Linked DNA regions of Mus musculus: regions 1, 2, 3, 4 and 6 are each linked to region 5. Evidence: chromatin contacts called from public HiChIP or PLAC-seq and promoter capture Hi-C data. All regions are on one chromosome and are shown on one strand. Each heading gives the region's core, a stretch centred on a gene start, on an enhancer-like site or on the middle of the called end of the contact. The rest is flanking DNA. Distances are from core to core; before and after follow the strand shown. Region 1 holds the start of D030028A08Rik (RIKEN cDNA D030028A08 gene). Region 2 holds the start of Nfe2l1 (nuclear factor, erythroid derived 2,-like 1). Region 3 holds the start of Mrpl10 (mitochondrial ribosomal protein L10). Region 4 holds the start of Ankrd40 (ankyrin repeat domain 40). Region 5 holds the start of Phospho1 (phosphatase, orphan 1). Region 6 holds the start of Copz2 (coatomer protein complex, subunit zeta 2).

Evidence for each region. Promoter capture Hi-C pulls out the DNA fragments that hold promoters and counts their contacts. HiChIP or PLAC-seq counts read pairs in DNA pulled down with a chosen protein or histone mark.
Region 1: a contact with region 5 is called in a promoter capture Hi-C map of liver, with 5 times the contacts expected there. The contact joins the promoter of D030028A08Rik here to the promoter of Phospho1 in region 5. A contact is called at or near these places in 3 of 39 promoter capture datasets (hippocampal neurons and liver) and 1 of 9 other capture datasets (liver).
Region 2: an H3K4me3 HiChIP or PLAC-seq map of embryonic forebrain shows a contact between it and region 5, with 5 times the contacts expected there. The contact joins the promoter of Nfe2l1 here to the promoter of Phospho1 in region 5. A contact is called at or near these places in 7 of 39 promoter capture datasets (the 3T3-L1 cell line, the C10 cell line, the HPC-7 cell line and 3 more), 6 of 115 datasets of contacts at active chromatin or transcription factors (bone marrow-derived dendritic cells, bone marrow-derived macrophages, embryonic forebrain and 3 more) and 1 of 9 other capture datasets (adipose tissue).
Region 3: a contact with region 5 is called in a promoter capture Hi-C map of liver, with 2.9 times the contacts expected there. The contact joins the promoter of Mrpl10 here to the promoter of Phospho1 in region 5. A contact is called at or near these places in 3 of 39 promoter capture datasets (the C10 cell line, hippocampal neurons and liver).
Region 4: a promoter capture Hi-C map of liver shows a contact between it and region 5, with 5 times the contacts expected there. The contact joins the promoter of Ankrd40 here to the promoter of Phospho1 in region 5. A contact is called at or near these places in 4 of 39 promoter capture datasets (the C10 cell line, hippocampal neurons, liver and 1 more).
Region 6: a contact with region 5 is called in an H3K4me3 HiChIP or PLAC-seq map of embryonic forebrain, with 5 times the contacts expected there. The contact joins the promoter of Copz2 here to the promoter of Phospho1 in region 5. A contact is called at or near these places in 4 of 39 promoter capture datasets (hippocampal neurons, liver and pre-B cells), 4 of 115 datasets of contacts at active chromatin or transcription factors (embryonic forebrain, embryonic hindbrain, neural tube and 1 more) and 2 of 9 other capture datasets (adipose tissue and pancreatic islet).

What each region holds. Positions count from the first base shown.
Region 1 is chr11:96,942,719-96,946,283 of GRCm38.p6, reverse strand. D030028A08Rik (RIKEN cDNA D030028A08 gene) reads right to left here and starts at 2,138. Exons shown (of 6, transcript NR_003293.3): 1 at 2,070-2,138; 2 at 1,191-1,439. Pnpo (pyridoxine 5'-phosphate oxidase) reads left to right here and starts at 2,265. Exons shown (of 7, transcript NM_134021.2): 1 at 2,265-2,553. The coding sequence starts at 2,416.
Region 2 is chr11:96,828,257-96,832,016 of GRCm38.p6, reverse strand. Nfe2l1 (nuclear factor, erythroid derived 2,-like 1) reads left to right here and starts at 2,049. Exons shown (of 5, transcript NM_008686.3): 1 at 2,049-2,198.
Region 3 is chr11:97,039,566-97,043,713 of GRCm38.p6, reverse strand. It overlaps Mrpl10 (mitochondrial ribosomal protein L10), which reads right to left and starts at 2,132. Exons shown (of 5, transcript NM_026154.3): 1 at 2,062-2,132. The coding sequence starts at 2,113. It overlaps Lrrc46 (leucine rich repeat containing 46), which reads left to right and starts at 2,345. Exons shown (of 8, transcript NM_027026.2): 1 at 2,345-2,631; 2 at 2,742-2,847. The coding sequence starts at 2,610.
Region 4 is chr11:94,326,205-94,329,765 of GRCm38.p6, reverse strand. It overlaps Ankrd40 (ankyrin repeat domain 40), which reads right to left and starts at 1,765. Exons shown (of 5, transcript NM_027799.2): 1 at 1,379-1,765. The coding sequence starts at 1,512.
Region 5 is chr11:95,822,933-95,826,649 of GRCm38.p6, reverse strand. It overlaps Phospho1 (phosphatase, orphan 1), which reads right to left and starts at 2,150. Exons shown (of 3, transcript NM_153104.3): 1 at 1,941-2,150. Gm38958 (predicted gene, 38958) reads left to right here and starts at 2,239. Exons shown (of 1, transcript NR_164195.1): 1 at 2,239-2,695.
Region 6 is chr11:96,848,286-96,852,081 of GRCm38.p6, reverse strand. It overlaps Copz2 (coatomer protein complex, subunit zeta 2), which reads right to left and starts at 2,206. Exons shown (of 9, transcript NM_019877.2): 1 at 2,086-2,206; 2 at 1,341-1,409. The coding sequence starts at 2,187. It overlaps Mir152 (microRNA 152), which reads right to left and starts at 1,689; the gene lies at 1,617-1,689.

The sequences.
Region 1 (3,565 bases), core at 889-3,388, 1.1 Mb before region 5:
GGTGCATCAGGTTGCTGTTTGAGCATCTCATCGATTTCTAGCTACTTGGCTTCAGCAGCATCTCACCGCTCCAAGGGCCCAGATGCATCAGCTGTTACTGGCCACCTTCCCTCTTCCTAAACACCTGTTCCACTGCCCATCTGGCAAATACCCTTTAAGACAATCTTCAAGGGCTGGAGAGATGGCTCAGGGGTTAAGAGCACTGCCTGCTCTTCCAGAGGTCCTGAGTTCAATTCCCAGCAACCACATGGTGGCTCACAACCGTTTGTAACAGGGATCCAATACCCTCTTCTGCTGTGTCTGAAGACAGCGACAGTGTACTCATTTATATAAGATAAAAAAATGTTTAAGACCGACCATCTCCAGTCGGCTCCCACAAGGAAGCCTTTCTGCACTGATTGGCCCCCTTCGGTTCAGTTTTCCTTTGCCTAACAGGACCATGCTAACCACCTGCGACTCTCTCTGGCTCACAGACCTGCCAGTGTGGCCAGGAATCATGCTATGGCCTTCACTTTGGTACTGTAAGACCTGGCTCAATGCCTAGCCTAAAGGCAGTCTCTGGTAAATGTTTATTGAATGGATAGGCTATATAAATACACATCTCATGGTTGTTGTGTGGTTTTGTTTTTTGGTTTTGGAGGTTTTTTTGTTTTGTTTTGTTTTGGTTGGTTGGTTGGTTTTTCGTTTTTTTGTTTGTTTGTTTGTTTTTCCTTTTTAAGGCTGTGCAGCTGGTATTAATCCCATGATCCTTTCCCTCTGCCTCCCAAGGGCTGGAGTCCCAGCTGTGTGGCGCCACACCCAGCTCATGATCCTGTCTTGGAAGTCTCAGTACCTAGGAAGCTCTTGCTCCAAAGAAAGAGCAGCCCCGGGAATAGAAAAAGAGAGTGGACCTTATAAGGGATGCTGATGACTAACTACTACAGTCCACTGCAAGAGCCAGACGACTCTCCCCATCCTGCTCATGGGAGAAAACGACAATGCACCAAAAATTCTAGGCTAGCCTCACGTTTACTATGTAGCCAAGGCTGGCCTTAGTCTAAGTGCTGAGACAACCGGCAGGCATGCACCACTTTTCTCAGCAAGCTTCCTTCCTCTTGCTTCTGTGCAGCAGATTGCGCTGGCTCAAGCTGTAGACAGAGGATAATGAGTTCCCACTGCAGACACCAAGGCAGGCCAAGAAGGTCTCTTACCTGGCACAGTGCTGGGTGCCTGTCTACATGGCTCTTGGGGCTCCCACTCCGGATACTGGTAGACACCAGGGCTACAGAGTCATCTTCCACCACGGGCTGCCCCAGGCAGATCAAAGCTGGAAGAAGCGTTGTGAGGATTTCCTACTTCTCTCTCAGCCAGACATCCACCACGTGAAGTCAGCGTGCAGGCGCCGCACCTGTTCCCTGTATCCTTGGCTGGCTATTGCCAAAAACTATGCCTCCCACTACCTAGAAAGGAACAACAAAGAAATAAAAACAGCAACAACAACAAGAAGAAATATGAAAAGGAGGAAATAACCAAGTTGAAAGAGGTTTAGGAAAGGGACAGCCCTTCCATCTGTTAGAGCAGTGGCTAGTAGTAACTCCACTGCATTGGGTATAGGATGCCCTGAGCCCAGCCCAACCCTTAGGAAAGGGTTACAAGTTAGAAGGGAAGACCATTCTGCTCTGGGGTAGCCTGATTCCAATTTCTGTCTTCTTTCTATTCAGCTGACTCCCTTCTCGCCTCAGAGTCTCCTTCCTGACCCCAGAGTGCTTCCCCAGTCCCCAGAGTATCAGCCCACCACCACGACCCTCAGCACCTGCCCTGCGGTTTACAAGGCAGTTTCAGTCTCTCCTTACTCTCAAGCCACAATCTTCTCCCTCAGTCTCTCCCTGTGTCCCTAACACCTTTGCTTCCGAGTCCGGCCCCCAAACCATGTTTTCTTGCCCAGTCTTCCAACCTCCGCTGCGCCAGGAGGGGATCCCTGCCCTACGTTCTTCTTCAGTAGCCCGCCACTGGCCGGCCACTTACTGCGGACCTCTCCTCTCCAGCCCCGAGACTTCGCCCCGCCCTCGCCTTGGCTGCTGTCCCTATACCTTTAACAAACCTCCACGTGCTTCTTAAACGGCGGTGACAGCATTTCCTTGTCTCTCTGCTCCCGCCCCTGGAGGCGCTGCCCATTGGCTGCTGGGTTCCTTCATTCCCGCTCTAATTGGTCTCGCTCCAGGTAACTCAAACCAATAAGCTCTCCAGGTATGGATCCCTGCTCTGGTCCTGGACAGCTATTGGTTGATCCTAGGCACCTTGGTTCCGAGAACTTAGGACTTACTAGCTTGTCTGGGGCTCTAGTAAATTCTTCCTTCCCAGGCTAGACACACAGGCTGAGCAATTGGTTCCGAACCCAGGGCCAGGCGACGCTGGGTCACGTGGCCGACTGCTTACATGACGTGCGGGCTGCTGAGCGTCACTGTGACGTTCAGGAGACCTGCGAAGTGGACGGGCTACCTCCGTCACCTGTGCTGTCGGGGTGCAGTCATGGACCTGGGACCAATGCGCAAGAGTTACCGCGGGGATCGAGAGGTGCTGCCGCTGCCGCCGGGACACGGAAAGGGGGTGTCCCTAAATTAGCAAAGGGTTGGAGGAGCGCCTTGTGCTTTCAGGGGCCACTTACAAGGCAACGGGATTTAGGGGTCACCCTGATGGGAGAAGAGGGTTTCAGAGACAGCTACTGGGGAGGGCCTCAGGGGAACCGTGGATTAACGTGTACTCATAGACCCCTTGACATCAGAACCCACCTGTGTTGGAACCCAGCCCTTTTCTGACTGTCTCGCTGTGGACAATTTATGCTCTTTGGGCCTCAGTTTATCCACCTGTAAAGTGGTGATACCTACTTCACAAGGATGCTGTGGGTTTGGGGGTTTTCTCATTTTTTACATTTTTATACATTTAGAGTGTACATGTGTTTATACATGTATGACAGGCGACAACTTTCAGGAGTTTTTTGGTTTTTGTTTTTGTTTTTTTTTTTTTCCCACCATGTCGTAGGTCACCAGGAATGAACTCAGGTTGTCAGGTTTCGTGGTAGATGTCTTTACCAGTCTATATTTAGGCATTTGTAAAATGCTTAAAACAGTCATAAACGTGATATAAATTTATAAAGGAGCGGAAGCTGGGCTTGTAGCTGAGTGTTGTGGAGTCTTGCCTGGTGTGTATGAGGGTTCTGGGTTCCACCTTTGGCACCAAATGAACTAGGCACAGTGGATCCAGAGTTCAGGGTCCGGCTACACAGTGAGTTCAAGGCTAACCTGGAAGCTCTTCGTTTTAACCTCCCTCATCATGATCTTCTCCCCACTCAGGTCAGGGACCAAGAGATCAGTTCTGGGATTGGGATCCAGAGCTACAGTGGCCAAGTGTGCTTATCCGTGAACATCTGCAGGAGTGCTTGACTGAGATGTAGGCTCTTGTGAAACCTTAGAACTACTTCATGAAAAAGAATGAGGTGACCCACAGGAACTTCAGCACACTCCAGCCCTGGTTCATCCCTTCCTCCTTAGGAGACTCAGGGACTTACTGGGCCGTTTTATGCCTGTTT
Region 2 (3,760 bases), core at 800-3,299, 1.0 Mb before region 5:
AGCAGATTAAACCCAGTGCCCCTTGCACGCTGGGTAAGTACTCTATCACGTTTTCTTTCTTTCTTTTTTTTCTTTTTTGTAGTTAACATCTAGGTTCCATGCTTCCGTGTACTTTTTGTTTGCTTGTTTTGTTTATGAGCAAGGGCATGCATGTGGCCCTGGCTGTTCTGGAACTTTCTATGTAGCTCTGCCTGTTCTGGATGATTAATTATTTCTCCAGCGGTGAAACGAGCCAACTCAAGCCAGATCAGGGTATATGTAAGCAGGTTTATTGGGAAACTGCTTCCAGGCAGGTGAGTTCACTGGTCCGGAGCCACAAGGTCAGGGGGAGGGAGACAGAGGGGAGGGGAGAAGAGAAAGAGAAACAAGTGCAGAGGGAGAGAAAAGAGAAGGGAGGGGCCAAGAGAACTAAATGTCTGGATTGTACAGGGAAGAGCCTGTGGGGAGTCTGTGTAGAGGGTGAGTATGCCAGGTAAGGACTGAGGAATGCTGGGAGGACCTGGAGGCCAGGTCTACTTTGTAAAGTAAAATAACCCCTCTGAAACCCAACACTTGTAGCCCTGGCTGATCTTGAACTCTTCGTACATGAGAATGCCCTTGAGTTCACAAAGATTCCAAGAGTGCCAGGATTAAAGGCATGGGACACTATGCCTGTTGTTTTGAAGACCCAACAATTAATACACAAATGTCTAGTTTTCATAAATTTTGTATTCTAGTAATTTATTGGGACACACTAAAAAACGATGAAGTAAAAACAGTCTTTGAAAGTGTTAACTAGCTCAAAATAATTTGTTTCCATTTAAAAAGGTATGTGGTAGCTTAATAATTTTTGTAAGAATCAGTTGAATTCTTGGTGCATATTATATCTGTGAAACGTACTTTACATTCTGAGAACCCCTCCATATTGGTGCTAACTCTCCTAGCACAGCGTGAAGTGAACTTATCTGCTGCATTATCAGTTGGCCTTGTCCTTAATTGCACAAGGACAGCGAATAATGAACTGTCAACTAGATTATGGCCTCTTAAAAGGAGACAAGAACTCAGTTGGCATCTCACCTCTGTCCCACAGCTACACAGTACAAACTTCAATACAATGATTTCCTACATGTGGTCTTCGGACCAGCTGTATCAGAATTACTTATAGGGAACGTTATCAGGCCCCTACCACAGGGTCACTGAACAAGAATCTCACAAAGGCTTTGTAATTTGGAATCTAATAAATGATGTTGAGAGCACACTTATATTTGAGTCACAAAAAATGTTTTGGTACTATAGTTGTATGGGGAACTCTGGCAACGATGGAACGTTCCTGAAAAGCAAAAACTAAGCTGTGTGCGAGGTTAGAGGAAGGGGAGGGGCTCTTCCCGGTGTTTCTTTGATGGCAAAAACGAGTTACTATGTCCTATCTATCACACTACCAACATTTCTCTAAGGCCCTCGTCTGCCCCGCAGTTTCCACGACCTGACTGTTGCCTGGGCTACAAGATGCCACCCTTCCTGCCTGACGAACAGGTTACACCAGGCTCTAAGGCAGACAGGGGGTACCGGTTTCCGTTGCCAGGACTCAAGATGGCGACACGAACGTCGCGACCATCAGAGCCACATGCTCCGTACTCCGCCTCGGCCCCCCCCTCGGATCTCACTGGACTTTTACAAGTCACCGTGGGGACCCTCAAGGACGGAATCTCGGGCTCCGGCGTCAATGCTCCATTATCTGCCTTAAAGGACCGCATTCCTAGGCACACAATGAGCTAGAATCACCTAACTTACAACACCGCCCACCTCCAACCCGCAGCGGAGAGGTTCAGAATGCCGGACACTAGGGCCTTCGCCTCACTCATTGGTGGGTCCATACCGGGGGGCGGGCCTGCACACTCATTGGACTTCTCTCCACGTCAGTCTCGGGAGGACTGTGCCGAGTGGGCAGACACAAACTCGACTATTGGGTTTTCTTTGCTGTCAATCAAAGTGACATCCGGTGACGACTCTAGTCCCGGCTATCTGATTGGACCAACTGTTTCTGGGGTGGCCGTGGCGGGCGGGTTTCCGAGTGCAGTGGAAGGAGGGGGCGGGGAGGGAAGCCGAGGCTGGGCGCTCCAGGCCGGCCGGAGGTGGCGGCGACGGCGGCGGTGGCGAGGCCGGGACTTGGGCTGAGGGCCTGCTGTGGCGGCAGCGACAGACTGTGACCTCAGCAGCGGGTACCTGCTCTAATTCCCTTCCCCAACGAGATAGCCGCGGTGCAACAGGGCCGAAAGCTTGTGGGATAAGGGGCGGCGAGATGTGGTTGAGGAGCAGGAGGCGGGACCCGGGAGGCCGAGAGGGGTCTTGATCGGGCTCGGGCCCTGGACACGGCCGGAAAGAAACGCGGGGCCGACCAGAAAGCGTGTTCCTGGGTGGGCTGGACTGAGAAGGGCCGAGGGCATGGGAGGGCGTGGTGAGGCTGGGCTCGCGAGCGGGGTGGGGCCTGGGGAACGGAGGGCGGGGTGAGGCTCGCTTTTAAGGGTGGGTCAAGGCCAGCAAAGTAGCACTTGTCGCTCCGTGTCCCAGAAAGCTTGGAGGCGCGTCGGCGAGAGTGGGCATGGCAGCTTGGTCTCATCCAGACTCGGGTACGGCAGGGTGGGACCGGACTGGGGCCGGAGCGCTCTCTCTTTGGCCTTGTGGGCTTTGAAGAACTTTGTCTGCTCTCTCAAACTTTAAGTGGCTCTTGGGAAGTTTTAGTAGTAAATTGCGCGAGGACGGGCGGGTTTCAAAAGCAGGGATGTTTACTCAACCGAATGAGGGTATTCGTGGGTGTGTGTGTCTCCTACGTGTCGCTCCCACTTCACCTTTAGAGCGAAGTTGATAGTGGGCCACAGTAGAGGAGTTTAGGAATTTAATGGAAGCTCAAAAGTAGAAATCAGAAATGGGAAGGCAAATTTACCTTCTCCCCACTTGGCAAGTGAGATCGAGAACTTGGCCATATCCTTCTGCTTTGGCTCAGAAGGTCATGTGAATAAAGCTAAAACCTGTGAATTCAAATTCCAGGTGGAGCACGGCTCCACAATCTTCCACTGTCCTCCTGTACCCTACCCTGTTCTTTTATTTTGCCATACTGGGGATTGGACCTAGGGCCTCTAACCAGGCACCCGTGATCTGTATCCTTGTCCTGGACATTCTTTTATTTTACTATTGAAACCAGGCTGGTCTTAAACCCCTGATCTTAACGTTTCAACGTTCTGAGTGGCCTGTGCTATTAGGCTGGTCTTTTATTTAAAAAAATAAATTAATTAATTAACGAATGAAAGAATGATAGGAAAGGGGAAATGAGATTTCAAAAGTTGGAATAACAAAAAGGCATATGAAATGGAGGCCTGAACATTTTCATGTATTTTTTCACAGTCTCTCAGTAATAATCTCTGTCTTCTCTTTAGAGTTGGAAAGGACAATGACATGGGAAACCAAATTTTTTTAAGGATAGGAAATGGACTTCTTGTGCTAAAATTAGAAACTGGGTAATGTGTTCTATTAAGAGTGTTGGTAAATGAGACAAAGTGTAAGAAAGTTTTGAATGCCTTGCACGCACAGTCTGCTTCAAATAAGACCTTTTAGGAAGTGTGGCAGATTTAATATTTAGTATTTAGGGTGCTTCTTTCCTTCCTTTTCCTTTCATAGTTGGCACAGCAGGTTTGGCTTGGCTTTTCCGTGTAAAAGTAACCTTTACACGTGTTTCCTACTCTCTGCCCGAGCTTCTTACCCTGACCATGAAGTGAAGAGTGTGGAA
Region 3 (4,148 bases), core at 883-3,382, 1.2 Mb before region 5:
TCCACCTGTCTGTCACTTCAGTTCCAGAGGAGCTAAAGCCCTCTTTTGACACTTGCAGGCACCAGGCAGAAATGTAATATACCTTATATGTGCAATCAAAACACACAAAATAAATTAGTAATAATAATATCCTAGGTATGGTGGAACATGCATATAAATTAGCACTCAGAAAACAGGAGGGCTGCCCCACGTTTAAGGCCAGAGTAGTCTACACATTGAGTTCTATGCCAGTCAGTGCTACACTGTGGGATAGTATTCTTTAAAATGAAGAAACAAGCTGGGCATGGCAGTGCACATCTTCACTCGTAGGGCTTCGGCGATAGAGGCATCTCTCAGTTCCAGGCTCAGGCTGGCTGGGGGTACTAAGACATAAAAAATCAACTAACCAACCAGAAACCAGTGCAGCCACAAACAATATGTAAAGCAAAGAGACCGTGCTCCAGTAAAACTATTCATAAAACAGTCATCCGGGCTGGGACTGCAACTCAGAGGTACAGAACTGGTCTACCTGCCCAGCCCGAGGTTCCATCCCTAGCAAGCAAGAAAAACAGAGCAAATGAAAGAACACCACCATGACCAACCATGCCAGTCCTCACTCAAAGCAGCAGTTCTTGAAGCACAAAGACCTCCATCAAGACACCAACATCTGCTTTGTGTGGGAGTGCACATACTTTCCTGCCTGCCCTAAACCTATAAAATTTGAAACTCGGTGGTGGGGTCCAAAAAGTTGTATTTTAATAAACTCTTCCCGTGCTAATGATGGCTTCATCCCACGGCTCTGAGGCTCCTATGACTTGAAGCAAGTAGGGGGTAAAAACACAACAACCTCACAATTCGCCCAAAGGAGTCTTTCTTCAGGTCAGATGGTGAATACCTGAAATCCGAGTTCAAGATCAGCCTCACTAATGAGACCCTGACTCAAACTGCAAAACTAAGGCCTGCGAGACGACTAATCCAGTGCAATAAATGCACTTCCCACCAACTCTGACAACCTAAACACAACCCTTGGAATCCCCCTATGATGGAGAAAAGAAAAAGAGGCACGCAAGCTGCCTTCTGACCTTTTTGTGCCCAATAGCACAAAATGATGATAATAGGAAAAGCTTGGAAGGTCCCCTCTGCACCCAAGGACATTCTTCAAAGCTCTGAGCCAACGTGACTCTTTCAACCCTAACATAAAGACCAATAGCGTCGTTTTGTAGGGAAAAGATCAGCTAGAAGACTCCAGGTAATATAGAGGATTGCCAGGGTGAGAGGTTTTATGGTTAAGGGCCACAAGAGCTGTTACGAGTGCCTTTGGGATGAGATGGGGCTGGAGAGATGGCTCAGCGGTTAAGAGCACTGACTGCTCTTCCAGAGGTCCCGAGTTCAATTCCCAGCAACCGCATGGTGGCTCACAACCATCTGTAATGAGATTTGATGCCCTCTTCTGATGTGTCTGAAGACAGCAACAGTGTACTCACTTACAGAAAGTAAATACTTCTTTAAAAAATAAAAATAATGCCTTCCTCCCAAGGTGCCTTTGCTTTGAAGCAATGAGTACAATCCTACAGTATGGTGTCAAATTTACCCATTAAATGCCTGATGCCTATTAACAGCAGACACCACAGCTGAGATGGACACAGTGAAGTTTAACAGATCAGACGAGACACGTGCATAAACAAAACTAGACTGAATTGATAAAAGTAAATTTCACCAAAGAACCTGCTCTTTATGGAGAGAGGGTAGTTGAGAGAAGACTTGAATCTGTGTTTGGGCTAAGACCTTAAGAAGGAATACATAAATTTTCTGGAAAGGACTCTCCGGGACCAGGAGTAAGAACTGAGCGAAGGGTTAGAAAAATCCAAAGCGAGGTCCTGTGATTCCCGGCTTGGGGGGAGGGGCTGTGGAAGGGATGTCACCGGCAGGTAATGACCCAGTCAAATCAGAGATCCGGCTAGTGGCAGGGTCTCCTAGAGCTGTCGACGGTCAGAGATTACGGGAAAGGTCAGAAGGAAAGGAGGGTGGCGAGGGCTAGAGAGCGCCATCCTGCGTGCAGGGAGGCCCTGGGCCACTCCTTACCCGCCCGGGGCGGGAGACCTCCACGGAGGATCCCGGCCACCGCCGCAGCCATCGCTACAGGAAGTTCCCATGCGCGCTGCGCGGAGACGGAAGTAGCTAAGGATTGTGGGGCAGCAGTAAAAAAAAAAAAAAAAAAAAAAAAAAAACAAAAACCCGGGCCCGGAAATAGTGGGCGTGGCGCCTGATAGGGCCGCTATGCGCATGCGTGGAGCTGGGCCTCTTTCTCCTCTTCCCCCCCTCCCCCCGTTCCGTCAGACCTGGCGTCCAGTCTCCTAGCAACGACGCGAGACCTCAAGGAACGGTTCTTTCTATTCCTTCTGGTCCTTTCAGTTTAAGGCCAGTAAAGCCACGCTACACACCTCTAACTCCAGATCCTTCGTTCCCATTTACTCCTATTTTCCACCGCACCCCCAATAATTCTCAGAACCCCCTGCCCTTGTCTCCTCAGTCTTCCCTCCAACCTGGGTTCAACCAGCCCAACCGTCTAAGCTTCTCTGCTCGCCTTCGTCCATCTACCTGCCTCAAGCAGCCGCTGTTTATTTTAGATCATGCCAGGAGACGAGCAGGAAGGTGAGTTGACAGAACAGTTGGGCAACAGTGAGGTCGGTCGGGTTTCCAAAAAAAAAAAAAAAAAAAAAAAAAAATGAACCCAAGGCGACAAAAGGCTCATCTTTCCCCAGCTAAGAAAGCTGCCCAGAGAACCGAGGAAGGTGTCCACATTACTGAAGCCCTTATCACCAAGCGGAACCTGACCTTCCCTGGAGATGAAGACCTGTCAGAAAAGATGTGAGTGGACAGGAGAGAAAGGGGTGATAGAAGGCGGGAACAGTGACGTCCAGGTTGCTGAGCTGTACTGACTTTGAAACTTTCTCTCCTTACTTACTCCACTTACTAATCAGTATTACTTTCCGGTTGGTTTTTTTACTTTTTTTTTTGTTTTGTTTTGTTTTGTTTTTTTCGGGACAGGGTTTCTCTGTGTAGCCCTGGCTGTCCTGGAACTCACTCTGTAGACCAGGCTGTCCTGGAAATCAGTAATCCACCTGCCAATGCCTCACAAGTGCTGGGATTAAAGGCGTGCGCCACCACCACCCAGCGGTTTTTACTTCTTGAAGACGATTTTTTTCATACATCCTCAGCTGCCTTGGAGGTCACTACCTCACCTCTTAGCAAACTTCAAAATTCTCCGCCCAGTTCCCAGTCTGGCCTTCCCATACTGCTGTTACACCATTGATTGTTATAAATGATAAATCTAATTACTCCCTGGTAGAAACTTCCTCAACAACCTACTACAGCCAGAGTAAAATCCAAATAGCATTAACCAACCTTATTTACAGCTACATTCTGCAAGTGTGCAATTCCTCATACCATGTTCTTTTTTTCTTTTCTTTCTTTTCTTTCTTTTTTTTTTCTTTGGTTGTTTTTTGTTTTTGTTTTTTTTCCGAGACAGGGTTTCTCTGTGTATCCCTGGCTGTCCTGGAACTCACTTTGTAGACCAGGCTGGCCTCGAACTCAGAAATCCGCCTGCCTCTGCCTCCCGAGTGCTGGGATTAAAGGCATGCACCACCATGCCCGGCTTCTTTTTTTTTTTTTAACATTCTTTTTTTTTATTATGTGTACAATTCATTCCAGCCTCCATGTCAGAAGAGGGCACTAGATCCCATCAAAGATAGTTATGAGCCACCATGTGGTTGCTGAGAATTGAACTCAGGACCTCTGGAAGAGCAGCCAGTGATGCTCTCAGCCTCTGAGCCCTCTCTCCAGCACTCATACCATGCATAGTCTTGCTTGGCATCGCCTGAGAGCTTGCCTTGTTAGAAATGAATTTCCACTGGGGATATAGCTCACTGGACACAACCACATAACCTAACTAACACACGCTAACAACCACAATAACCTGGCTGTGGTATAATCCTGGCCCTCAAGAGGTCGTGGCAGGAAGATCTGAAGTTCAAGCTCATTCCCCACCGCTACACAGAAAGTCTGAGGCCACCCAGGGTTACACGAAGCTCTTTGCCTTTACCAGAAAGAAAGAAGGACACCCGCTCAAACCTACTGAATTAGAATCCACATCTTACAGTACCCAAAGG
Region 4 (3,561 bases), core at 516-3,015, 1.5 Mb after region 5:
GCAAGACCAGGCTCATTGTTCTGTAAAACACCGCCTCCCAGTGCCAAAACAGGAATTCACAGCTCTTGGACGCCATGGCAAGGCAAACACAGCTACAAGTGTTTTGACTACAAATGCTTCAAAAAAAAAAAAAAAAAGACTAGAAATTAGTGTCCACTGTCTCCAGGCTGTGGACAGCTATCCAGGCTAGTTTCTTTAGGGAAAGGAGTCAGACAGCTTTCTTAGGAAATTAGGAAATCTCATTTCTGACTCTGTTATCATATTGACAATTGTGCAATCAGGGCAAGACACTCTCTGGAATTCAAATGATCTCCAGTGCCCTTTCCATTCCAAAATGTATGGCTCGATTTACTGGGGGGTTTAAAATTCAAATTTAACTTTAAACTGGCAAAAGAGGCTAGATAAGCATTACCTGAATTAAAAAAAATTAATTGTAAAATGTCAAAAAAGGGTAGAAAGAAATACCACATTCAGTAACTCGAAACTAAAGATTTAGCCGGGCGTGGTGGCTCACGCCTTTAATCCCAGCACTTGGGAGGCAGAGGCAGGCGAATTTCTAAGTTCGAGGCCAGCCTGGTCTACAAAGTGAGTTCCAGGACAGCCAGGGCTATACAGAGAAACCCTGTCTCGAAAACCAAAAAAAAAAAAAAAAGAAAGAAACTAAAGATTTGTTCATATCTTAAAATGAGACAGACTCTGTATTGGGAAGGAGGCAGATCTGCTAGCCGACTTGTAAAGCCTTGGGTAAATTTCTCTAATTGGAAATTGTACTAAGCAAACAAAACACTCTACAGGGCAGACAAATGAGTCTCCCCTCAACAGGCAGCTGTAGGCAACAGCCAATCACTGTGGCATTAAAACAACTGAGGCAGAATTATTATGCAAGTGGCGAGGGTTTTGTAGTTGTTCCTTTTCTCCTGGTCTTGGCTAAAGAAACCGTGCTGGTTTTTTAAGATTGGCATTTGCTTCGTTGCTTATGCTTTCATCTCTGCACGAAGTGTTCTTCAGAAGCGCCCATGGCAAACTAATTCAAGCTTGATGAAATCCAGAGCAGAGTCGCCGAGAATCAAAGCCTCTATGCATCACCATTTGGGCCAAGTTAGAGCCAGGGGGCGCGCGGGGGGGGGGTGGCGTGGGTGGGCTCCAGTGTCCCGGAGGGCGCTGGCCGCGGTCAACCACAGAAGAAGGTATGGTTTGGGGAGGATGCGCTCCTGACTGCACCAGGCAATGGGAGATCGGGGCCAGTCTCGAAAGGGCCACGACCTGAGAGGCCTGGGGCACCAGGCGTCACCTTCGCCTGCGTCCTGGGTCACGGCTGACTGCTCCACGCCCCGAGCTCGCAGCCCTGAACCCTGGGCCTCCCCCGCTCGCCACTTACCAGCCGTTGACCTCATTTTGCGAGTTCACATCCACCCCGCTCTCCACCAGTTTCTGCACCTCCCGAATGTCCCCCAAGGCCGCCGCCTCCCGCAGCCTCTCCTGCTGCTCCTTCTGCTCTAGGAGGGCGCTCATCTTCCCCAGGGCCCCGGGCCCCGGGCCGCCCCGCCCCGAGCCTGTCAGCGCCGCCGCCGCCTCCGCGGCCGGCTCCCGGCCATGGGGAGGGAGCGCCGGGCTCGCCCGCCCCGCTCGCGCCTCCGCCCGCGCCCGGCCCAGGGCCTCGTGCGCCCGCCCGCCCACCGACAGCTCCCTGGCTGCTCGCGGCCCCGCAGGCCCAGGCCTCCTCCCCCACCGCGCCTCCGAAGGCCGGCTCCGGGGGACCCTATTCGGTGTGACAACATTGACCTAGATACTTTTCGTTCCCACCCGCGGCCCCGCCGCCCCGGCCGGCTGTTTATGTAACCACCGCACTGGATTATCTGCTGTGATTCATGGGCTATTTTTAGAGCTCCCACCCGGCAGCTTCCAGCGAGGAGGACAGACACAGGAATAGTTGCGAGGCGGAGGGATCCGACATTGTCGTTTGAGAGCCAGAAAAGCCTTATCCTCAGGAGCAGGCTGTTTAGCAGGCATTAAAAATAATTGGTGGGTTTCCACCCCCACTCCCCCAAGATTAGTTAGCTCTTTTTTTTTTTTTTTTTTTTCCATCTGAGCCAATTTTTACCCAGCAGGACGGGAAATGGGCTGAAAAGGATCCTACTATAATATGCCCATTATTTGCAGAGATAGATGACACTGTTCTTTCTTATTTTTGTCAGTGCTTGGGACCATTCAGCTAGAATATTTATTTCAGCTGTTACTGTTTTTATTTTACCCTTTATCGGTTTTAGACAGAAATTCTTCCAACTTGGCTTTCATGAAGATTAACATTGATTCTAGTTTATAAAATGCAACTCGTTATAGCTTATAAATTATAATTAATTATTCTGAAAGTCATCTAAGGAAAGACGGAGGGCGGGGCGGGGCGGGGGCGGGCGGGCGGGGGGAGCTCTTTGTCATCCTAGTCCTGATTCCAGGCACTGAGGGTAGAGCTATGGTGTGTTCATAAACAGCCGTGTGCAGTACTCCATGCCTAATCTAGTTAATGAGGCTCAGAGCCTTGGTTGGCACTGTTCTACTACCCAATGGGACAAGCAGAAAATATTGTTTTGCTGAGCTCAGGTGCCTTGGAGAGATCCCTGATGTGGCACTGGTGAGAACTTTGCAGATGGGGTGAAAAGATTAAGGAAAACACCCTGGGGAGGCAGAGAGGAGGGCCTGAACAAAGCCAAGATGAAACAGGAAGGGGTACTTTTAGGTATAGCGTCTTTATTTCCATTCTTCGGGGTTGCCCAGGGCACACAGCATGCATTTGTCTTGTTACTGCTTAAGAAAAAGCAACGTCTGTTTATTATGATACAGTAATTCACACAGTACACACTGCACACCAGGAGTGATGAATATCAACTGACTAAACACTTAAATTGACCCCGGTGGCAAATTGGAACGCGGCTTGAGCCTACACTTGGATTTGTTTCCACAGTTTAAAATTTAATTCTCGGATCCAACATAGTGCTCCATCTGAGGCTGATGGGAATGGCATTGAAACTCAGTCTTTAACACAGTCTGAGGGACAAGAAATAGCAGTCTTTTTTTTTTTAAAGGCAATTTAAAAAGATTGTAGCAGGCTGGTGATTTGGCTTAGTGAAAGAGTACTTACCCAAACAAGGCACAGGGTTTCATCCTCAGAGTGGTAACAAACAAAGTCAAACAGCAGCAATGACATTAAATTAGGTGCGCTCCAAAATTCATGGTTTTTTGTTTGTTAAATTTTCTTTCCTTAAAAGAATTATATCGGGCTAGAGAGATAAGCCAACAGTTAGGAGCATTTGTTGCTTTTGTAAACGAGGCCCAGGATTTGATTCTCAGCACCAACATGGTGGCTCTCAACCATCCATCCGTAACTCCAGTTCCAGGGGATCAGATGCCCTCTTCTGACTTCTTCAGGTTTAAGCATCCACATGTGCACATGCATACATGCCAGCAAAACACATGCACATGGAAACAAAACAAAACAAATAAAACTGAAAAGGGAGCCAGGCAGCCACTTTAATCCCAGCACTTGGGAGGCAGAGGCAGGCAGAT
Region 5 (3,717 bases), core at 901-3,400:
CTTGCCCCATTCACCCCTAGTTATTTTCTGGCTTCATAGCATAGACCAGTTGGCAGCTGGTGATGCAGGAGATAGGGGCAGAGAATCTGAGTTTGAGGCCACCCTGAACTACATGAAAATTCCTGTTTCAAAACAACTGCCATTAAAAAAAAAAGTCACTCACTTCTGACAGGTGATAAGCGATAAGTCCTGGGCAGTGCAGGGCATTGCCTTTAATCACAGCAGAGGCAGAGGCAGAGGCAGAGGCAGAGGCAGAGGCAGAGGCAGAGAGGCAGAGAGGCAGAGAGGCAGAGAGGCAGAGAGGCAGAGGCAGAGGCAGAGGCAGAGAGGCAGAGGCAGAGAGGCAGAGGCAGAGAGGCAGAGGCAGAAGCAGAGAGGCAGAGGCAGAGGCAGAGGCAGAGGCAGAGGCAGAAGCAGAGAGGCAGAGGCAGAGGCAGAGGCAGAGGCAGAGGCAGAGGCAGAGGCAGAGGCAGAGGCAGAGGCAGAGGCAGAGGCAGAGGCAGAGAGGCAGAGGCAGAAGCAGAGAGGCAGAGGCAGAGAGGCAGAGAGGCAGAGAGGCAGAGAGGCAGAGAGGCAGAGAGGCAGAGGCAGAGGCAGAGGCAGAGGCAGAGGCAGAGGCAGAGGCAGAGGCAGAGGCAGAGAGGCAGAGGCAGAGGCAGGTGAAACTAAGTTAGAGGTCAGCTTGGTCTACAGAGTGAGTTCCAGGACAGCCGGTACTACACAGAGAAACCCTGTCTAGAAAAACAAAGCAACAAAAAATTCTGTGTGACCACCAGAGTCCCCGTGGAGAACAGGACAGGACCTTTGAGTTTCTCCCACATGCTAGAGCAGCCAGGAGGCAAACTTTTGGGGGCTGAGGGAAGTCCTTTTCTAGTCTCATCTAAGATCAATGTTTGCAGCCCTGATTCCCTATCACAGCCCCTGCCTGCTCCTTTGATACAAATACTTTTAGGTTAGATCTGTGGGAAGTCGGGGTAGGGGTGTGTGTGTGTGTGTGTGTGTGTGTGCACTAACTTAAGTCTAAGCTTGAAATTCTCCTAATGGGGGAGAGGGTAGAGCCCATAGGAAAGTTTGGGGAGTTTTCCACAAGAAACATGCAGACTGAGAGTGGGGGTGAGCACTTAAAAACTGTCAAGCCCTCTCTGCTTCAAGAATAAGTATGCCCATCACTAGAAATTAGATCTGACAATTAAGCTAGGATTCCTGCCCCCAACACTCGCAACTTCACAAACTCCTTTCTTGTTCATTAACCCGTAATGGGCAAGGGAGGGGGTGCAGAGAGGTCCAGCTTACATCACACAGCATCAGAAATAGGATTAAAACTCAGGGATCTCTACTGCCTCTTGAAGAAATTACCTGAACTCCGGAGGCTCTGTATGTTCCCTGTCCTAGCTAGTCTGCGCCCCGGTGCCAGTGAGGAATCTGGGACTAGGCGTCACCTCTGGGGTCCCCTGCCTGGGGTGGACAAGCAGAGGTGATTCTTACTGGGTAGGGGCAGGGAGATGGCAGCTGCCGGTGGGGTAGCAGGAGAGATATTTTTAGAGGTGACTGGAAAGCAGGCACTCTGGCACACCCCCAGCTGGCGGGCGCTTCGCTCTAATGCGGGCGGGGGGTGCGTAGCTCGGGGAGAAGGAAGGACTTGTGGGTGGCGGGGAGCTATGACAGTCCCCGGAGATGAAGGGACACTGGGTACCATTAACCTGGGAAAGGAGGGGGTTCAGTTCTCTGCCCCTGGGACTACCCCACCACCAAGCACATGAAACACACTCAAACTACACACAGCCCCCACCCCAACATTTAGATCGCGGTCCTCCCGGAGCCCAAGACTCATGCGGGGCAGCAGCGGTCACGCTGTCTGTCCCAGCTGAGTTTGGAGTGGAAGTAGTGGGAAGGGGGCTACTTAAGGGATTTAGGGACAGGATGGAGCAAGGGGTGCTTACGGGATTTGGGGGGTACGCGGTCTTATCCACCCCCGGATTTCTGAGCTCCGGCTCACGAATCCCTCCAGCCCCGAGGGACTGTGGATGATGTGCTTCTGCTCCGTCCCTTCCACCTGCCCCCCATCCTCGGGGCCGCCGCCGCGTCCCCTTTAAATGCCGGGGAGCCAGAGCCCGAGCCGCGGCGGGCGCTGCGGCAGCCGCAGCACCCGGGCCCACCGCAGTCCCCGCACGTCACAAGCGCCCAGCCAATCACCGTGGCGCCGGCGCACATCAAAGGGGCGGGCTGCCCGGGAGCCACGCCTCCGGGCTGTCCCGGAGGCCGCGCGAGCGGCCGTGAGACTGGGCGGGCGGGACGGGTGGAGCGTGGCGCGTCCCGTCCGAGGAGCGTGGGTGCGGGGCACCCTCTGCGTGCGCGTGGGCACGTGCGTGAGTCAGTGTCACACTGCCCGCCTCCTGCTGGGCTCGGCGCCAGGACTCTGCAGGCAGCCCTTCCACCGCCCGGCTTCCCTCCTTGTCGCGGGACAGCCGGGTGACCGGCCCGCCAAGCAGCCCTCCCTCCATGTGCTCCGAGCTCGCCCTCTGCCCTTCCGGGAGGAGTCGCGGCATCCTGCCGAGTCCTCGGAACCCTGTCCCCAAATTACCGGGTACTCGGGCTTGCCGATGGAAAAGCTCTCCCAATCCAGCACCGCCTAAACTCGGAGTTGGAGAACCGACACTTGAGCACTGTGGTGCAAATAAAACCCGCTTTCTCCCAAGTTCCCGCTCTTCCTCTCTGGCGAGCTTTCCCTTCCTTCCCACCCCTCAGAACACTAGATTACGATTAAAAGAGAGGAGGTGAAACCTGCACTTTCTGAACCGGTGCGACGAACCCAGGAGAAAAGACTTGTCCAAGAGTTCGAACACAAGGACACCTCACTTCAGTCACAGAACAGGATCTGTGGGTGAGGAGGTGCACCCTGGCCTGGGTCTACCTTCAACTCTCCTATCATCCTCTAGCTTTGAATACCAGAGCTCCGTGCTTCCACCAGCAGAAGGCAGATTGGCAGAAAAGTTGCCGATACGATGGACCACCCGCCCAAATCTTTGAGGGCGACGTCTCCATTGCCCCTGCTCCCTCTCTAACACGCCAGCGCCCCTTCACCTCTTTCCTGAAGTCCAAGGGCTACCGGTGTTTATTCTACCTAGCTCTACCTAGCGGTGCTCAGGCCCTGGGCCTTTTATCTTGAGTCGGGGTGGGAGGGTGGGTCTCTTATAATTTGTTGCTACCTATTCTAGGCCCGACCCTGAGCTCCTAAATCTCCTGCTTCCATGTCCAATTTGATGGATTAAAGGCCCGAGTCCCCACACCCTGCAATCCCTCCTCTTAAAGAAGCAGTTTCATCTCCACACCCTTCTCAAAGACAGGCTCACACAGCCTTCATCATCTGTGTTGTATCTGTTCTCGGCCCTCCAATGCCCCCCAGACCCCCCCCCCCTTTGAGACAGTTTCCTGTCGCCCAGGCTAGTAATGGGCCTTGCTGTATAGTCCAGAATGACGGTCTACTCCCGAGTTCCTGCCTCTACCTTCTGAGCGCTGGGATTAAAGGCATGTGTGCCACTATGCCCTTTCTTAAACCAGCCCTAGGTGTACTTGAGGGGAGTGGGTAGATGGCTGGAAAGATTTGAATGTCTGGATCCATGCTCCCATCCTTGTTCTCCTTCCAAAATGATGCCACTGAGGCTCTGAAGAAATCGAACTGGGAAGAGCTAACCCAGCTTGCTTGGGCTATCCAGTTGA
Region 6 (3,796 bases), core at 957-3,456, 1.0 Mb before region 5:
AAATCAAAACTTAAGTAGTACTAAATTTCTGTTACAGTTAATTACATTGATGGCAGGAATTTTGTTTATTTATTTATTTATTTTTTAAAAAGATTTATTTATTATTATACATAAGTGCACTGTAGCTGATTTCAGATGCAACAGAAGAGGACATCAGATCTCATTAGTGGTAGTTGTGAGCCACCATGTGTTTTTTGGGATTTGAACTCAGGACCTTTGGAAGAGCAGTCAGTGCTCTTACCAGCTGAGCCATCTCGCCAGCCCTTGTTTGTTTATTTATTTATTTATTTATTTACTATTGAGTTTTTGCATTTGTTTTTGAAACAGGTCTTATTATGTATCCCAGGCTGGCCTCAAACTCACAGAGATTCACCTGCCTCTGTCTCCCGAATGCTGGAATTCAAAGCAAGCACCATTGCCTGGCCTTCAAGGTAGCAGAATTTTAGGGCATTTTTCTTCCTTTCTATAGTCTTTTCTTTTTCTTTTTTTTAACATTTATTTATTTATTTATTTATTTATTTATTTATTTATTTAGTGTGTGTGTGTTTTGTAGAGGGACAAGAATAGAGGTCAGAGGACAACCTGAGGAATTTGCTCCTCTTTCAACTATGTGAACTCAGGACCCAACTCAAGCTGTCAGGCTGCTTGGCAGCCTTACCCACTGAGCCATCTGATCTACCCTGAAACTTAGCTTTAAATGTAGTTTTAGCTCATCTCACCCAGGCCATGTAGAATGGATACCGGATAACTGAATGGGAGTTCGAGGAAAACTACCTGAGCCTCACATCTAAATCCTGAGTCCTGGTGGCAATCGTGAGACTAACCCTGTGACCTTAGGCAACTTACTTAGCGTCACTAGACTTCATTGTCTACATCTGTGAAGTGAAAGAGGGAGACTAGATGGTCTCCCCAATCGCACCTGATTCTACTACATTATTATGCTAAGTCCTTCGTGTTTACCTAGCTGAAATACACATAGGCGACTTTGTCTACTCGGATTAGGAACTCAGATCCCTAGGACGCAGGCTCAACTATCCACTGATCCCTTTGGTGGAGCGTCCCACGCCAAGGATGCAGCTGGCCAGGACAAGGACAAGGAGAAGACTCGCCAGGGAACATGAGAAAGAAACCGAAGGGATCCCCACTCACGCACCCAGCCCCTCGCTGTTAGACTGATAAAGCATAGTGTGGACAAAGTGACCTCTAGAGAATCTAAGCTGGGCTGTTCTGCCACCCAAAATGCAGAGTTTCTCCTATAGGTGGAGTTAAAAGGGCTGGGTGGGGACCGCTTGTCTTGGACATATGGCACTGTCTTCGAGGTTCCAGCGGGGAGGGGTTACCTTGGCCAGCAGCCTTCGCCCGTCATTATCTAAGATGAAGACAGCCTTGATGGTGTAGAGAGAAGGTTCCTGAAAGTGACAAGGGAAAGGAACCCCTGACTCAAAGTGGACACCGAGTCAGGGCTCTATGGAGCCAGCTAATCCCCAACCCATAGCTGGTTCCAGCCCAACCCCGTGCCACATGGACCATTTCCGGTGCCCACTCCACTCCCAGACAGATGTTTCACTGCAGGTCCGAGGAGTGGGCGCTGAGTCCGCTGGGTGCAGAAGGTCCTACCGGGCCCAAGTTCTGTCATGCACTGACTGCTCCAGAGCCCGAGTCGGAGTGTATCACAGAACCTAGGCCCGGGGAACAGCGGCGACGAGCCTCCTTATGTCCAGCTGACCCCCAGTTCCAGATGCGCGCGGCCATCATTCTGGAGCAAGGGAACCCAACCAGACCACCTCGCCACTCCCACTCCTCCCTCGTCCCGCCAGAATCTCGCTTCCATCCCGGCCACCCAAGTCGGTTATAACTGCGGCGAGTTCCCCAGAACTTCAGCCCCTCCTGCGACACTCCACTCAGGCAAGGCCTCCTCGCCCGTGCGCTCCAGGACAAACTTTTTCTCCCCTTCCTGGGCCCGGGCTCCCTCTCCGGGGCTGGGCAGTGGTGGCACAAAGTTCCCAGCTTAGAAGCCCGAGGTAAATCAGTTGCCCCCGACCACCGATCCTGCTGCCCCTGGACCCCACACTCCGTGCTCCCTACCCGCTGTTCCGTGGCTCGGGTGGGCGGCGCTGCGCCCCCGGCTTGGGCGGCTGAGGCCCCCTCCCCCGGGTGCGGACGTGGCCAGGCCTCCGGCCGCTGCATTCCGCTCGCTGCCTGCACTGACAGCGCCGCCCCGCCCCGTGCCCGCCCCCCGCGACGCCGCCCCTCCGCCCAGTCCTGCGTGGCTGGCCTCTGTGTGCGTCCTCTCTCTCTGGGCGAGCTTTCTGCCCGACCCCCACGTCGTTGCAGAACCTCGTCTCCCTACTTGGATTCTTCCCTCTGGGCTCCTCTGTGCACCTCCCAGTCTTTCAGGTGAACCAGAGCCTACTCTTTTCTTCCCACTTACTGCCTCTTCTGGCCTAGGGCGCCTGTGGCTTTGGTGCACAGAGGTCTCCATGTGGCTGTTCTGGGACAGCCCAAATTTCAGTTTAGGTTCACTTTGTCCTCAGGACCTCCTAGTAGGTATCATTGGAACAAATAGTTCAAGTCACTTTTTTAAAAAAGAACTCTCTCTCTCTCTCTCTTTTTTTTTTTTTTTTGGTTTTTCGAGTCAAGGTTTCTCTATACAGCCCTGGCTGTCCTGGAACTCACTTTGTAGACCAAGCTGGCCTCGAACTCAGAAATCCGCCTCCCTCTGCCTCCCGAGTGCTGAAGAACTCTCTTTTTTTTAATTTTTGAGATTTTTTTTTTTTTTTTAATGTGAGTACACTGTCGCTGTCTTCAGACACACCAGAAGAGGGCATCAGATCCCATTATAGATAGTTGTGAGCCACCATGTGGTTGCTGGGAATAGAATTCAGGACCTCTGGAAGAGCAGCCAGGGCTCTTAACCACTGAGCCATCTCTCCAGCTCCTCAAGTCACCTTTTTGATCTCAAGACAGAGCCTGTCAGTGAGACCTCTCCACTCGGAAGAGTTCCCCGCTTCCCCTCATAGTACCTGGGGAAAAGAACCATGGGCTGAAGGACACCTCCGCCAGACATTTTTCAAGACCCAGAGGTGGATGAAGCCAGTAGGGTCACAACACACCTGAAGTCCAGCTTGAGCCTGTGGACTAACCCGGCCAGAGTATGACCACATACAGTGAGGTAGTTACTGGTGCTTGGGCAGCCAGCCATTCACAACACTGACAGATGTGTCTTATACTCGAGCCAGCGCTCTCATTGTATGTCAGAAGTCACCGTGCCTAGGGAGGTGTTTTCAGACATACCCATTGAGAGGAGTCAGACTTCGTGTGACCTTTTCAAGCTGGTTGGGCTAATTAGTTGGGTAGGAGGGTTCCACGGGTTTTCCCATTCTGCCCTTGACAGCCTCAGTGTAGAACATCACAGTCGCTCACACCAGACTTCCTTCTGCTTAAGACTTCTCTTTCCAACTTTCACCTTTTTTTGTTTTTTAACAATTACTCTTACTGATCCTTTTGTTTACGCTTTTATTTTACTTAGTAATTATTGATGAGGGGAGGGTGTGACACAGGGCTCACGTGGCGATCAGAGGACAGCTTAAAGGAGTCACTTCTCTCCATCTACCGTCTAGGTCCTGTGAGTTGGATTTACATTGTCTGGCTTGATGGCAAGTGCGTTTATCTACCGAGTGATCTTAGTGGCTTGAAAGTTTCATCTTGAATATCCTCACCAAGGGGACTGGAGAGACAGCTCCATAGTCAAGACTGTTCGCTGTTCTTGCAGGAGACCTAAGTTCAGTTCCCACAC